Regions from separate parts of the Mus musculus genome. Here regions 1 and 2 are each linked to region 3. The links are chromatin contacts, called in public HiChIP or PLAC-seq and promoter capture Hi-C maps. All regions are on one chromosome and are shown on one strand. The core of a region is the stretch at or near the end of the contact, and the rest is flanking DNA. Distances in the headings are between cores, read along the strand shown. Region 1 holds the start of Insyn2b (inhibitory synaptic factor family member 2B). Region 2 holds the start of Lcp2 (lymphocyte cytosolic protein 2). Region 3 holds the start of Fbll1 (fibrillarin-like 1).

What was found. Promoter capture Hi-C pulls out the DNA fragments that hold promoters and counts their contacts. HiChIP or PLAC-seq counts read pairs in DNA pulled down with a chosen protein or histone mark.
Region 1: a promoter capture Hi-C map of embryonic stem cells shows a contact between it and region 3, with 2.5 times the contacts expected there. The contact joins the promoter of Insyn2b here to the promoter of Fbll1 in region 3. A contact is called at or near these places in 4 of 39 promoter capture datasets (embryonic stem cells, frontonasal cranial neural crest, hippocampal neurons and 1 more).
Region 2: a contact with region 3 is called in an H3K27ac HiChIP or PLAC-seq map of double positive thymocytes, with 8 times the contacts expected there. The contact joins the promoter of Lcp2 here to the promoter of Fbll1 in region 3. A contact is called at or near these places in 1 of 39 promoter capture datasets (pre-B cells) and 1 of 115 datasets of contacts at active chromatin or transcription factors (double positive thymocytes).

Annotation. Positions count from the first base shown.
Region 1 is chr11:34,313,363-34,317,882 of GRCm38.p6, reverse strand. It overlaps Insyn2b (inhibitory synaptic factor family member 2B), which reads right to left and starts at 3,061. Exons shown (of 4, transcript NM_001025382.2): 1 at 2,938-3,061. All of the region lies in intron 27 of Dock2 (dedicator of cyto-kinesis 2), which reads left to right.
Region 2 is chr11:34,045,473-34,050,260 of GRCm38.p6, reverse strand. It overlaps Lcp2 (lymphocyte cytosolic protein 2), which reads right to left and starts at 3,333. Exons shown (of 21, transcript NM_010696.4): 1 at 2,830-3,333. The coding sequence starts at 2,907. All of the region lies in intron 4 of 4930469K13Rik (RIKEN cDNA 4930469K13 gene), which reads left to right.
Region 3 is chr11:35,795,725-35,800,557 of GRCm38.p6, reverse strand. Fbll1 (fibrillarin-like 1) reads left to right here and starts at 1,674. Exons shown (of 1, transcript NM_001004147.3): 1 at 1,674-3,178. The coding sequence starts at 2,124. The coding sequence ends at 3,068.

The DNA.
Region 1 (4,520 bases), core at 1,812-4,311, 1.5 Mb after region 3:
TGGTACTTAATGAAGGCTCTATACGTTCAAGCTTTTTTATATAAATTAATTCAATCTTTTATTCTCCATATAAAATAAAGAGGTTTTGGGTTTTTTTTTTTTTAATCTTCTTTGACACATTAGGCAAGCAAGCTACACAAGATCCTCCTGCTCAAGGTCACAGGCACATGGCTAAGATTGGAAATCTGGTTACCTGGCTTCAAGACACTTCTCACTTCCCCTGCTTGTGGCTATGTATCAAGTAAGCATTAGATATGAGCTTCTTGGAACACAGACTGAGCCACCCTGCTGCCCCCCCCCCCCTGGTGCCCAGCACTGTAGCCAGACTTGGCATTGCTATAAGAGAACACACTGGATACCTCAGCAGCCCTAAAGACTTTTCCACATTACAACTCCCAGAGGCCTGACGAAGCTCTGAGATGAATGGATTTCAGAGCCTTTGCTTTTCCTGACACCACAACCTCCCACCTCCAATCAGTCCTGGATCCACCATACAGACAGCACTAGTTTAATCCAAGAATAAAATTGGTTACATAAGCACACAGCAGACATGGGGGTGAGCAGAGGAACAGCCTGGGAGCAGCATTTGGCCACTCTCAGTCTCCAAAGTGTAGCCTGTTCACAGAACTTTTCATCTCCCCGTGAGCATCCCTCCGCACGCAAAGTTTCCTTCATCTTCTCTCCTTGGTGCTTTCTATATTGTATTTTATTTTGGTCGTGCGCATTATCTGAAGTTACCATAGCAACGCGTCACCAGCTGCTATCTCATAGTAATGTTGGCATTTAGGTAGCAAGCTCCTGGAGCTGACTTCCTTCCTTCTGTGTTCTCACCTCTCCCACCAATCCCAGGTGAGCGGGGTGCCTCCCAGCAGCCAAGCCCCCCTCCTTGATTTTGTTCTCCAAAGCAGAGCAAATGATTGCTTTGCCTTCTTTGCCACAGTTTACTCTAGCACCACAAGAGTCTCAACTCTGTGTGTGTGTGTGTGTGTGTGTGTGTGTGTGTGTGCTCTAGAGTGTGTATGTGAGTGTGTGTACCTACATATGTGTGTTTGAATTAAAGGTTGCTAAGTAGGAATGGTTAAACTGAATGTTGTATGCAGAACTATTAGTATTTCCAATAATAATATGATATGGAAGAGACTTTTAATACAAAGGAGCCAGGGTAATGATTTGGGGAGAGTTCCTACCAAAACTGAAGTCGTCTGCTATGTTGCTCACACACTATCGGTTTCCTCTTGTTTCCTTACCAGCACATAGTAAAGAGAGCCTGACTGGTTGTCCTTTTCCTCAAAGCTTCAGTTCTCTCCCAGATGTGCGAGACCTCTGAGTGTAGTGATGAGCCGGATTAATTAAAGGACTTGATTGTCTCAGATAGCCGAAGAAGGTCCTATGCGGCAAATATACCCCTCCACTCCAGCATTAAGTAGCCCCTCATCAGCCAAGTGCCTGCAATGATTGCACTTATTTTTACACGTTTGACCTAGTTTCAAACTGTGTCTCTTCATGCTGTGATTCATTAGCCACATTTTAAACCACCCGATTAGAGCGAGGTGACTCTGCCTGCTTTGCGCCAGAGACTCAGATTCAATTTCTCTCTGGAATTTAATATGCAAGTCCCTCTGGTACTCTGTTTTAAGAAGCAATTTCCTATCCGGGCACCTGGCATGCTGCTTTGGTATGGATGAGTGGCTGCCTCATGCCGTGGTAGTAAATATATGTCGATTATAGAATTTCTGCCAGGAATAAAAAGAAGAGGGTTCTAATTGGCTCAGATTGCAGGGAATCCCCCAACTCCCCGAGAACCCCATGCAACATTAAGGCTTTTCTAGGTCATTGGAGGGGATGGGAGTTTGAACTTTTAATGATATAAAGTTGGAGCAGCAGTCGACCTTAGGGCTATGTTGGCTGCCAGGGCAAATAGTCTGATTGTCACCCCAACCATCCTTCCCCAATTTCTCTAAGCATTTTAGATACGGCAGGTATGAAAGTCTGGTCTCAAACTTGTGAAAATGGGAGAGGGCCAAGACACACTTGCCATTTTGAAGACAATCTTGAAAGGGGCTAGCCGTCAGAGAAGCACTAAGTGATTCCATTACTCCTTCATTGCATGAGAAATCGTGAATGGCTATTCAATTCAAATGACAGAGCCTTTAATGAACCTACTGCCTGTGGCTCGTTCTACTTCAGGGAGTCTGTTAGTCACATCTGTGTGATCACCTAAGGATCGATACCAAAGTGAGCTAGGCTGTGGTAGAAAAATCAGGATGCTTCCGGTTCAAGATAAAGCAGTCAATTTTTGATTAACAGGCAAATGCAAGTGACTTGTCTAAACTTCCATGACAGTGCATGCAAATCCTAGTGAAAGGCACCCAACCGGGCTTTTCTACATGCTGATCTGGACAAAGAAATTAACAAGCTGGTAAAGTGACTTTGATTGATCTGTGAACTCTAACACACTGACTGATTCCTAATAAAACAATAATGGTTTATTTCATAAAATGGTCAAACTCTCCAATGAAGAATGGAAAACCCCTCTCTCTTTTTTCATTATTTAAAGATAGAAAGAAAAAAAAGGCAGAGAAGTTTCCTTAAACAAACCCTAAGAGAATGCAGCCCGTTCGAGGTAATTCCAGCAACTTGAGCTCCTCTGAGGTTCGCTCTTTGCATTTCCTCCTCTTCCAATTCAAATCAAGCCACTGGGAATAACAAGCCTTGCGGATCGAGGCGTTTGGGGCAGCCTGCAGTTCTGACAATGGTGGATTTTCACCACACACACCCACACAAGCTCACAGTCTCAGCACTCATTTAAACCAAAGATTTAAAGTAGACTGCTGTCCAAGAGACAACAGCATTTTTTTCCTACAAGATCATCGATTTAAAAAAAAAAAGAAAAAAGAAAAAAAACAAAAAAAAATCAAACCTTCCCATATCTCTTACCTCCAAGCAGTGGAATTACCTGCAGAAGATGCCGCCCCTTCCTTGTACAACGAGCCAGCCTTTGACCAGAAGCAAGATAACTCCAAACGAAGGAAAAAATAAGCCCTTTATATTGTAATTTTCACTGTTTATATGCAAGAAGTGTAGTGGGTCTGCTCACGTAGGAATAAATAAAAAGCCGAACAAACTGCACAGCAGCTACCATGTGAAAAGAAAAGCCCTCTAGTGGCCACAGGATGAATTCTTTAAGGAAGGGAGAGAAGAGAGGAGACGGAGGGAGCAGGAACTGAGGAAGCCCAGGTAAACACACACACACACACACACACACACACACACACACACACACACACACACACACCACACACACCTACCTCTAGCTCTTCAAACTCTAGAATCTCCCTTCCCTACATTTAGGCTACCCAGAGGTATGAAATCCATCTCTTAATTTCAGTGCGACCTTGTTAAGTTAGCCAGGATGCAGCTGCTTCAGCCTGGTTTGAAAGAGTTGAGTAATTTCACAAACTCACTACTACCCACCCTGGAGGTCTCGCCAGGAAATAACAAGCAGGTGGGATCCCCAAGGCTTTGGATTCCTACACTCAAAGTGGCTAGAGCCCCCTGAAAGTCTAAGCTTGGTGCTTTGGGCCAGATATCCATGTTTTCTAAACATGGGGTGGGTTTAGCGGTCACCAGCTTCTGTGCAGGTGACCTGCTTAGTCATCGAGTTCCTTCTTTTAAAAGGCCACTCAGCTGTTCCAAAATGATCCATAATACTTTTAAGTGAGGACCCTACATCTTTGCCTCATTCCGTTCTATAGCTGGCCCTGCTGACTGAGAAGGCATGACACCCCTAACGTCCTAATTGAAAAACACCAGGAAGCAAACGAGAGCCTGTACCTATGTTAGCTACTTTGGCAAATGAGTGCATGGAACACATTAAGCAACCTAAGAGACCTACCAAAGAATGCAGAGGGTACTTCCTAGGGGCCATAAGCACTGTCCATCACTCGAGCAGACCTACAGGCTGGCTGATATACAGGTTACATGCATGCATATTCAATATTTTTAACAACAGGAGACTTTTTTAAACAAAGGCCACAGACTGTCAGATACACACACACACACACACACACACACACACACACACACACACACAGAGAGAGACAGAGACAGAGACAGAGACAGAGAGACAAGAACAGAGACAGATAGACAGACACAGAGACACACACTCAGGTATCACACACCTTTATTTTTCAAATAAAATTTCAAATAAAATTTCAAATGAAATTTCCAAGCCTATCTTCAGCAGTGGGAGTCCCTGGACACTCCTTGTATCCCACCAGTAACCAGGCAACCTTCAAAAAAAATCTGGCCTGGCCTGGTTCACAGTGAGACCTCCTCTGGCCAAGATGGTCATCCCTCTAGGATCTTACAGGAAACAGTTGAGAATATTATCTCAGCCCTGCTTGATTAGTGACCAGTGTTTCTTTACCAGCTTCCAGAATATATCCCCTCAAGTGCTGTTTCTATATGCCAGCATGCCCCAGCACAGACACTTAACACCCTGGGAGGGAGAACACAGG
Region 2 (4,788 bases), core at 2,084-4,583, 1.8 Mb after region 3:
CCAGTTTTGTGGGTGAAGGATGAGAAAGCCAGAGTGTTGCATGGGTGGGAGGTGACATAGGTGACAACTGAGCTTCAGAGCATGGCTTTAATGTTTCCACGGAGATAGTCTCTACATAACAGTGTCACATACTTAAGTGCACATTGTGTGTAACAGGAGCCAGCCAAAAGAACCATTCAGATAACAGGTATCTCACAGTGGTCATTCATTTGCTTGTTATTATTATTTTTTTAATGTGAGGTAAATTCTTGAAGTCAAATTCTCAGAACAGAGTGATGGAATTAACAGAAATAAGTGTCTTAAGGTCTCAGTTTTCAAAGCTAACCTATGACGGTGGTGTGTACACATCTCACCTTGTCCATCAATAGCACAAAAATTCACACCTAAAACACCTCCAAGATTGAGGTCTGGAGTATTTAAGGTAAAATATTTTCCTCAGGAACCTTAGATTCTTCTGATAAACATTTTGACTTTCCTTGGAGGAAAATTTAAAATCAGTATCTTATGACAAAAAAACAAAAACAAAAACAAAAAACCTCTAATCTTAGCACCCAGGAGCCTGAGGAAGGAGGATGGGATCATTGTCAGTCCAAGGCCAGCTGAGCTACCCTCCCAGGACTTGCCTCAATAATAATAACTTTAAAATATAATAGTTGTCACCTCGGAGTGAGGATTGCACTGGGGAAGCTGATTTATAGGCCAGTGTTGAGGGAGGCAGCATCTGCACTACCCTGCTATCTCCTCGACCCTCATGCCAGGTGTGTAGTAGGCTCTTGGAATTGTCAGCACCCGCTGTGATCACTATCAGATGATGCTGGTTCTGTAGAGTCCGGATGTTGACTCTAAACCAAAGCTAGAGTTCCAGCCTTGAACCTAGATATTTGATGCAAATTAAGAACTGCGTCTTGGGACCTAAAACCTGTATTTTAACAAGCACCCTAATAATTTTGGTTAGCACTCAAGATTGATAGGCACTGACTGAGTGGTTACTCAGCTTTGTAGATGATGGCTACTAAGATTCAGAAAGAAGGGTCTGGCTTAAGGTCACATGGTGAGGTGGAAACCCAACAGAGTTAGAACAAATGGCTATAAGCCAATGAGTATACTGCATGACCCAGCAATACTCTCCTGCCAGGCCTAAACCAACTGAAGGAGTTAAGGACATGTAGACTATGGCGGCTTTAATCTTCGCAGTTTTGATCCCAAATGGAGGGCAAGACATACATGTTTGAGGCAATATGACATAGTCTCCCCAGGCTGTCTGAGCTTCCACATCATGTGTGGTTTAGAAGAGCAGGACAAAGATTCAATAGAACCTGGAGCTCAATGTCTCCCACGCATTTCCTTTCCACCTCACCGCCATCTCATCTGCTTAGTTACTGTTCATGGCTCTCTTTCACTGATTAGGAAGTTTAGATATAGAGAAGCAAAAAAAAAAAAAAAGTCCCCAAGCTAGCTGGAAAGGTCACGTTTAAACCAAGGCGTGTCTGACTCCAAAGCTGGGTAGAAGTCAGAATGGCCCAACCCTAAGGCAAACTGTGCCTTTCTGCGTTAACTTACTTGGTTTCTAGTTGAGAAAAGTATTTCAAAAACATGCCTCAAAAGTCAATTGCCCAATGACATTTCCACCCACAGTGTTGAAAGTTTGTAATGACCTTATGGGAGGAAAGTAACCAAAGTGAGATTCACAAAAGATGGCAAATGGTTGGATCTGTGCGCAGTGTTCCTGCCATGCCACACCCAGTACAAAGTGCTCACATTTTCTACTGTAGGTTGGGAAGGAACCACTGTATAGATTACAGGTTAGAGCCTATCCTTGGGTCTATTTCTTTAGAAAAATAGAAGCCAAAGTAGATGACTTATATGGTCTCAGCTTTAGGACATTGTCTTCATCACTGGAATATCAGTGGAATTTGAAGCCAGCCTACAGGAATATGAACAATAGAAGCTCATGTCATAAGAGTTCTTACCTCCTTGGCATGGGTGCCTAAGAAGAGTTTAATGACTTGGGATATGCCTAAGCAGACATGTGGTCACAGTTAGCTGTTAACAAGGATCTTGCCTATCTCCTCCTATCCTGGAAATCAGGACAGCAGAACTCTGGTCCAGCCTGACTTCTAAGTCTGCTGAACTTGTCTTCTACGTCCCTAACTATCCTGGGGCTTATGTCTGTTTTCTGGACAGCTTTCCAGGATTCTCATAAAACTCCAGTGAGGCTCTGGCCAATAAAGAGACTCTAGCCTTCTTCCAGGATCATGAACAACAGATGTCAAAACACCAGTGTTCATCCAGCTCTCTGTTCTAACCTCCTGCCCTGCCTGTTCATTTTCCTACCCCATCTCTCCCTTTCTAGTAAGTAGCCTTTACCACAGTAAGCCTCTGCAGCTCAGAGCATGTGCTTTAAGGCTAAATAGGCAAGACTCCAATCTAACCTGATTGCAGAAGACTCAAGAGCTTTGGAACGCTTCAACTCCCCGAGCTGACTTTTCAGCTGAGCAAAATAATGATGTTGTTACAACGCAACACTGTCAATGCAGATTGTTAGTATGTCAACACGGATCTCCCATGACAGTGGGTTGTGTCTGACAAGACACAGTCTGTAGAGCACTGGAAGTACAGGCAGTGTGTCTAGGGACTTGTGTAGCTGAGGGCCCTCCCCCCTATCTTTCTCTACAGGACACGTTACCAAGAAAGCAATGTCTGTCTGTCTCCTATATCTACCACTATACCATACACCTTCCACATACTGTCCACAGTCCACCTCCTGTCTCTGCCCACCCAACCAAAGACATACCAGACCAACCAAAGGCACAAGAGGGAAAGACCCACCTTCCTGAAATAGTCAGCGAGGTTGTCTGAGTTCCAGGCTAGGACCTCTGAGCGAAACGGGACATTCTTCAAGGCCATGGCTGCTCTACAGGGAGAGGCTCACAAACTGAGGAGAGGCGATGCAGCCATGAACAGGGGAAAAGCCCAGATCCAGAGCTCTGAGGTGTCCTTGGCTCTTCTGATTCCCAGATGCTCTCAGGAACACCCTTGTTGAAGAGGACTCTTTTCTGCTGTAGCCAGATCCCCAAAAGCAGCGGCTTCCCCTGTGAACAAATATGGTCTCTTCTCAGAAAACGACTCAGCTAGTTTCCTTTACCACTTCCTCTGCTGACTTCTAAATAAGTAAACAAGGAAGGACAGCTCTGGGGGTTCATAATGCAGAGAGAGAGAGAGGGGAGAGAGAGAGAGAGAGAGAGAGAGAGAGAGAGAGAGAGAGAGAGAGAGAGAGAGATTGTTAATTCCCCACTGGCCCAGACACCCCAGCCAAGCAGGAAGAGGAACAAAGGGGGCTTAAACTCCAGTGTCAGTTCAAGTATTTTTTTTCCCATTAGTATTACAGACACTCAAAGCTGGGCACCATATTTGTGCTTGGCTGACTCTTTGCAGATAAGGATCTCTTTTGACAGTTCCTTAAAATTATCTATAATTTCATCCACTAGTGAACTGTGGGAGAAGGAAGATAGTCTCTCAATGTTTTCTGACCTCCTTCCCCACCAGTTTGTTCTTATTGAAAGCAGTGTGGCCTTCAGCTGCTTCTTGGTGTTATGAAGCCTGGCTCCTTAGCAGCCAGGAGAGGTAATAATGCTACAGGTCAGAGGAACAGCTCCATTTCTGATAGGAATGTTTATGCACTGTAGCTTTGAGCATGAAATGACAGTCTAGGCAGACAGTTTCCATATCTGCAAGGCAGGGAAACAAAGGGGTTATACACATAAAACTTTAATGCATTTGCTAGGCAAATGTAAAGATAAAAAGTTTAAAGAATTGTTGCTATTGATGGCACACCTTCTATACGCTGTGCTTTTTTTGTCTTATATTCTGTCTACCATTGTTTCTTCCATATATGGCATTTGCTTTTGATTCTACCATATGCCTAGGCAAAGAGTATATATAATGCCTGGAGATGGGAGAGGGGGATCTGTTGCTTCCTCCTCCAGTCTCAGACTCTATACACTTCTCACAGACTGATACAACCATTGGCAGTGAGTGTGACCTGAGGTTAAAGCATTGGTGCATAAGGCAACCTGCAAACGCAGGTTAGCCAGGATTCCATCTGTATGTGCACATACATGAGTGCACATATGGAAATGCACACACACACACACACACACACACACACACACACACACACACCTAGTTCTCTGTTCCAATGCTTGAATAGCGCACCATTGGTACGTGAGGTGCTGTTCCTGAAGGTTTGTCAAGGGTAGCTTTAGTCATGTGTGCTTTCCATTTTCTATAGACTACAGGAAGCCCTGCTGCCTCTAGCAGCTGTCTCAGTACCTGATTGTGAGCTTAAATGAGATGCAGATGCAGATGCAGTGCCAGGCCCAGTCCCTGAAACATGCTCCATGCTGCTGATCTGCAGGAAATGCCCAGGTATGTTACATAAAGCTCAACTGTGGCTGACGCTCAATGGACCACTGCCCTGCTGCTCCAAAGCTCCCTTCTCAGTGAGAGACATTATTTCATCTTTCAAATCAGCAGCATGGCAGCCAATTGAAAATGGAGAGTAAAGAAGGCATCATGGAATGAACCTAGGCTTTATGTATAAGCTTGGAGAGTGGAGTGGATAGGTGAGAATTCTGGACCCCAGTCAATCAAATAACCAATCAATCAAATAACCAATCAATCAATCAATGTCAAAATAGAGAAATTCTAGGAAAAGGAATATTGCAGATCATCCTTTAAAACCAAAGCAATAAATTGTGTGTGTGTGTGTATATGTGTGTGTGGGGG
Region 3 (4,833 bases), core at 425-2,924:
AAACCCTTTCCTCCCCAACTTGTTTCTTGGTCATAATGTTTGTGCAGGAATAGAAACCTTGACTAAGACAACCTCCATCAGGACGCATATGAAACACACACACACAAATAAATAGTTTTTCATGCAAAATGGATGCTGGCAAATCTGAAATCATCAAAACCAACACCCTTCTTCAAAAGTTGTTGGATAAGAAGCACTAATGTTCCGGGTTAAATGCTATTAGGTAGCATAATTCTCTCTTCCTTGGAGAAGAGCAGCCTTTTAATTTATACAGGGCTTCAACTGATCAAATGAAACTTACCCACACAATGCAGGACAATCTGTTTTACTTGACAAATGTAAATGATAACCTCATCCAATCACTGCCCAGAAACAACCAGAATAATATTTGATTAAGTATCTGAGCATCCCATGGCCAATTCAAATATATGCAAAAACTAGTCATTACAAGGTCTGATTGGTGGAAACACAACCAAGACAGCAAATGTAACTCATTTTAGAGAATACTCTTCAAATTGTAATTAGAGTGTTTCCCACGAACAAGCTATCACAGGAATCCTGCATTTCTTCCTCTGCCACCTTCTCTATATCCTCATGCAGACTTGTGGCCCTCATCAAGAAAGTCTTATAATACTCAGGGGTGAACAGCCCTGCCATTGCTGTCTGTGGATGTGAGACAGGAGAGGAGATTAATGTGTGCACATATGGGGAGTTAATATCCTCTCCCTGTGTCATGTTCTAGTTCTTAGGTGCATTCCACTGAAGAAATATAGTTTTTAGCTTGGCTAATGTGCACCAAAGCTATTTGCAAAAGCTTTTCCCTTCCCCCTGCTGCTTGAGGAATTTTCCCTTTCCCTGCCAATATAAGCAAGTTCAATAGTTCAATACCACCCGGGCCCTTCCCCATCTGAGAGGACTGACTAAGAGGTCATGATGACCACAGTTGACCAGAGCAAGATTAGCAGTTCTCAAAAATTAGCTATAACACAGATAACAGTCCTTGGAAATCCTGCCTCAGTTTGAATTCCACAATAAACCACATACTGTCCTAACCTTGCTGACGAAGTTTTCTGGCACATCAACAGCTGATCACTAAAATTAAAAATACACTATTGCTTTGCTAGCCAATAATGATATCACTGTGAGGTGCCCCCCTTTCAAAGATTATAAAAAAGATGTACTTTTGACAATCGGGGTTTACTCTCCCTGCGAGGCTGAGCAACGCCCCCCCCCCCCATGGTTTTATTCCACGCACGTTAGAATAAAAACCTCTTGTCATTGTTGCAGCGTTCTGCCGTCAAGCTGTGTGTTTCTGGGGGTCGCGTTCTCAACACTTGGGCCCTTGGGGGCCCAACACCATCTCCCTGGACTTGGCACTTAATTCCACTAACAGGGAGGTCAGACATGTGCTTAGATCAGCTACACAGAAGTCCAGCTTGGCCCCAAAGCCACCAATAGTGGTCAGAAGAGACGTGTTTGAGGTAGCTGTCCCTGGTGCTGACTGGACGCTAAAGCCTATGTAGGGACGTCTGGGTTTCTATCCGCGGTGCTGCCCATTTCTTCCTCCAGTTCCTCAAGGTTTGGATGAAAGAATGGTTTTTAAAGCACAGACGAAACATCGAAGTAATTTCCTTTTTTTTTTTTTTTCTGAAGTAAGTGCCATATGATTTAGGTTACACATAGGTTTCCTGCTGACACACGGGAGAGCAAGAAACTAAGAAACTCAAGGACTAGTGGATGCGCGCTTCCCATCTCTCTGCCACAGAGACGCTTGGCCACTGCGAGATCCAGGGAAAGAAGCTGGAGTCCCTGGGAAAGCAGAGAATAAATACCAGCAGACTCGAGAGAAGGCAAAGGGTTACAAGTGAGCAGGCTGTGTCTGCGCGCAGCTGGTGCAGGGGGGCTTCCGGGGCTACAGGGGCTACAAAACGGCTGTGATGCAATCACGCAAGTCACCGCGTCAAAGCGTGGATCCGGGGATGTGCGCACCGCGGCCCCCTGCATCCCGCTGCGGCTAATCCTGCGGGCAGCCGCCGCCAACAATTTGTCCCCATTCCGCAGCAACCGCCCGGGTCCCTCGCGATCCCCGACCACCGCGGCAGTTCCTGAGAGCTGCGGGGGCCATGAAACCCGCGGGCGGCCGCGGCGGCTGGGGCTGGGGTGGCGGCAAGGGAGGCAGCAAGGGAGGTGACACGGGCTCAGGGACCAAAGGCGGCTTCGGGGCACGCACACGCGGCTCCAGCGGCGGCGGCCGGGGCCGGGGACGAGGCGGCGGCGGGGGCGGCGGGGGCGGCGGCGGCGACAGGCAGCGACGCGGCGGTCCAGGCAAGAACAAGAACCGCCGCAAGAAGGGCATCACGGTGTCGGTGGAGCCGCATCGGCACGAGGGCGTGTTCATCTACCGCGGCGCGGAGGATGCTCTGGTCACACTGAACATGGTGCCTGGAGTCTCGGTGTACGGCGAGAAGCGCGTCACCGTGATGGAGAACGGGGAGAAACAGGAGTACCGCACGTGGAATCCCTTCCGCTCCAAATTGGCAGCGGCCATCCTGGGCGGCGTGGACCAGATCCACATCAAGCCCAAGTCCAAAGTGTTGTACCTGGGCGCCGCCTCCGGAACCACTGTCTCACACGTCTCCGACATCATCGGCCCCGACGGCCTGGTCTATGCGGTTGAATTCTCCCATCGCGCCGGCCGCGATCTGGTCAACGTGGCCAAGAAGCGCACCAACATCATCCCGGTGCTGGAAGATGCCCGGCACCCGCTCAAGTATCGCATGCTCATTGGCATGGTGGACGTGATCTTCGCCGATGTGGCCCAGCCAGATCAGTCGCGCATCGTGGCGCTTAACGCCCACACCTTTCTGCGCAACGGAGGCCACTTTCTCATTTCCATCAAGGCCAACTGCATCGACTCCACAGCGTCTGCCGAGGCCGTGTTTGCTTCTGAGGTGAGGAAGCTGCAACAGGAGAACTTGAAGCCACAGGAGCAGCTGACTCTGGAGCCCTACGAAAGGGACCACGCCGTCGTCGTCGGGGTCTATCGGCCCCCACCCAAGAGCAAGTAGCAGCAGCAGAAACCAGGGAAGGTGCCCCCGCGCTGCCACAAGACTGTGTCTTTGTGCCTGTCCTAGTGCGTTGTTTTTCTATTTAATAAAATAAACAATTCCCAAGTGTACAGTTGAGGCCAGAGTGGGTTTTGCAGCTGCACCAGTCGCTCTCCAGCCTTGGTGGCCTAATACAGAGGTATAGGGCCCCTTCAAGGAACAACATGGGAGTGGTGTCTATTCCAGTCACCCCAGGCCTGGTCTCCACAGGGTCCCATTTTTACACGTGTCTTTTAATCACAGGAACAAGGATAGGAGAGCCCGCTAGTGATCTTTAAAGTATTTCTTGGGGGAAATACGAAGGCACTGGGGTTTTTTTGTTTTGTTTTGTTTTGGGGGCGGGGGTGGGGGTGGTCAAGGCTGAGTCCAGGGAAGACTATTGGATGCTGACCTATTCAACCTGACTCAAAGCTAGGCTCTTCCCTGTGTGTCTGTTTTCTGAAATGCCATCTTCTTTTGTAGCCCTGGCCGAGCTTAATCCTCCTGCCTCTACTTCCGGAGTATGCAAGAAGTAGATGTAAACCAACTCAAACCCAGATTATCAGCCACAATGGTTTGTTTTGTTTTCTTCATTTTTCTGCAGTCCTTGTGACATTTAATCATCTCTCCAGCTCTACGGTGGCTTTGTTACAATTTCCATGTTCTTTGTGAAGCAGTGGGCTTCCCGAGGTGAATACCAGTTGCCCAGACTTACAGAGGAGGGAGAATCTTGTTGCCACCTTTTGGTATCCCTCGTGCTGTCTTGGCTCTGCCCTTTCCCACCTGACACGCACACAGAAGTAGGAATCTGAGGCCTCCTGTTCTCTCTCCTCCTCTCCTTGGGATCTTTCTAGGTTTCCATAACAGCAGCAGAAGGCAGGGAGACAGATGGGGTGCTGGGTCTGACATACCCAAGAGGGTATCACTAATGGTCTCCAGAACAACCAATAAAGAGACTTCCCTCTTGGAAGGGGATTCTGGACTCAGTAACATTGGATGCTGGCTCTCAGAACTAACCCATCCTAACCCTGGAAGGCCAAAGCAGAAAGTTTGAATTTTAGGTTAATCTGGACTGCATAATAAAATACGTCATAAGTAAAATTACAAATGAGTAGGAGAGCAAGCAATGGCCACAAAACTTTAGTACCCCCGCCTCAAAGCTCCAAGTGAATCTTAAACGCGCTCATTCACTCCCCCAAGCCCCAATGCCAAGGTCATCCACAAGTAATCTAGCAATGCAGCGTTTGGAGAGGGGTTTGACTTCTTCATGGTGAACTCAGGGTGGGGCTGGCAAGATGGCTCAGCAGGTGAAGGAGCTTGCTGCCAACCCTGATGACCCGAGTTCAATCTCCAGGACCCACATGGGAAGAGGTATAAACCAGCTCCCCCACGTTGTCCTCGGACCCCCAGAGCATGCACAGCACATGGGGATGCGCACACACATATACAATAACTTTTAAATGGAATGAAGACACCTAAATACGTGCTGAGGGAAAGATCTGGCGTGGTCTTCTTTGCTCCAGGGCATACCTCCTTGAACAGCAAAAGGATAAAATGACATGCCTCACCCGTACACCAAAACCCAGGGAAAGTCATAGGCAATTGAGAGAGCTGATGCTGCAAGAGAGAGGTCTCACATAAGACTTCTCCTATCACCCAAAAGGTTCACAGACAGAAATCAAGCCCCAGCAGTCCAGACTCCAAAACTGAATGTCATTTTCACTATGCTGGCCCAAGTTGCTTTACA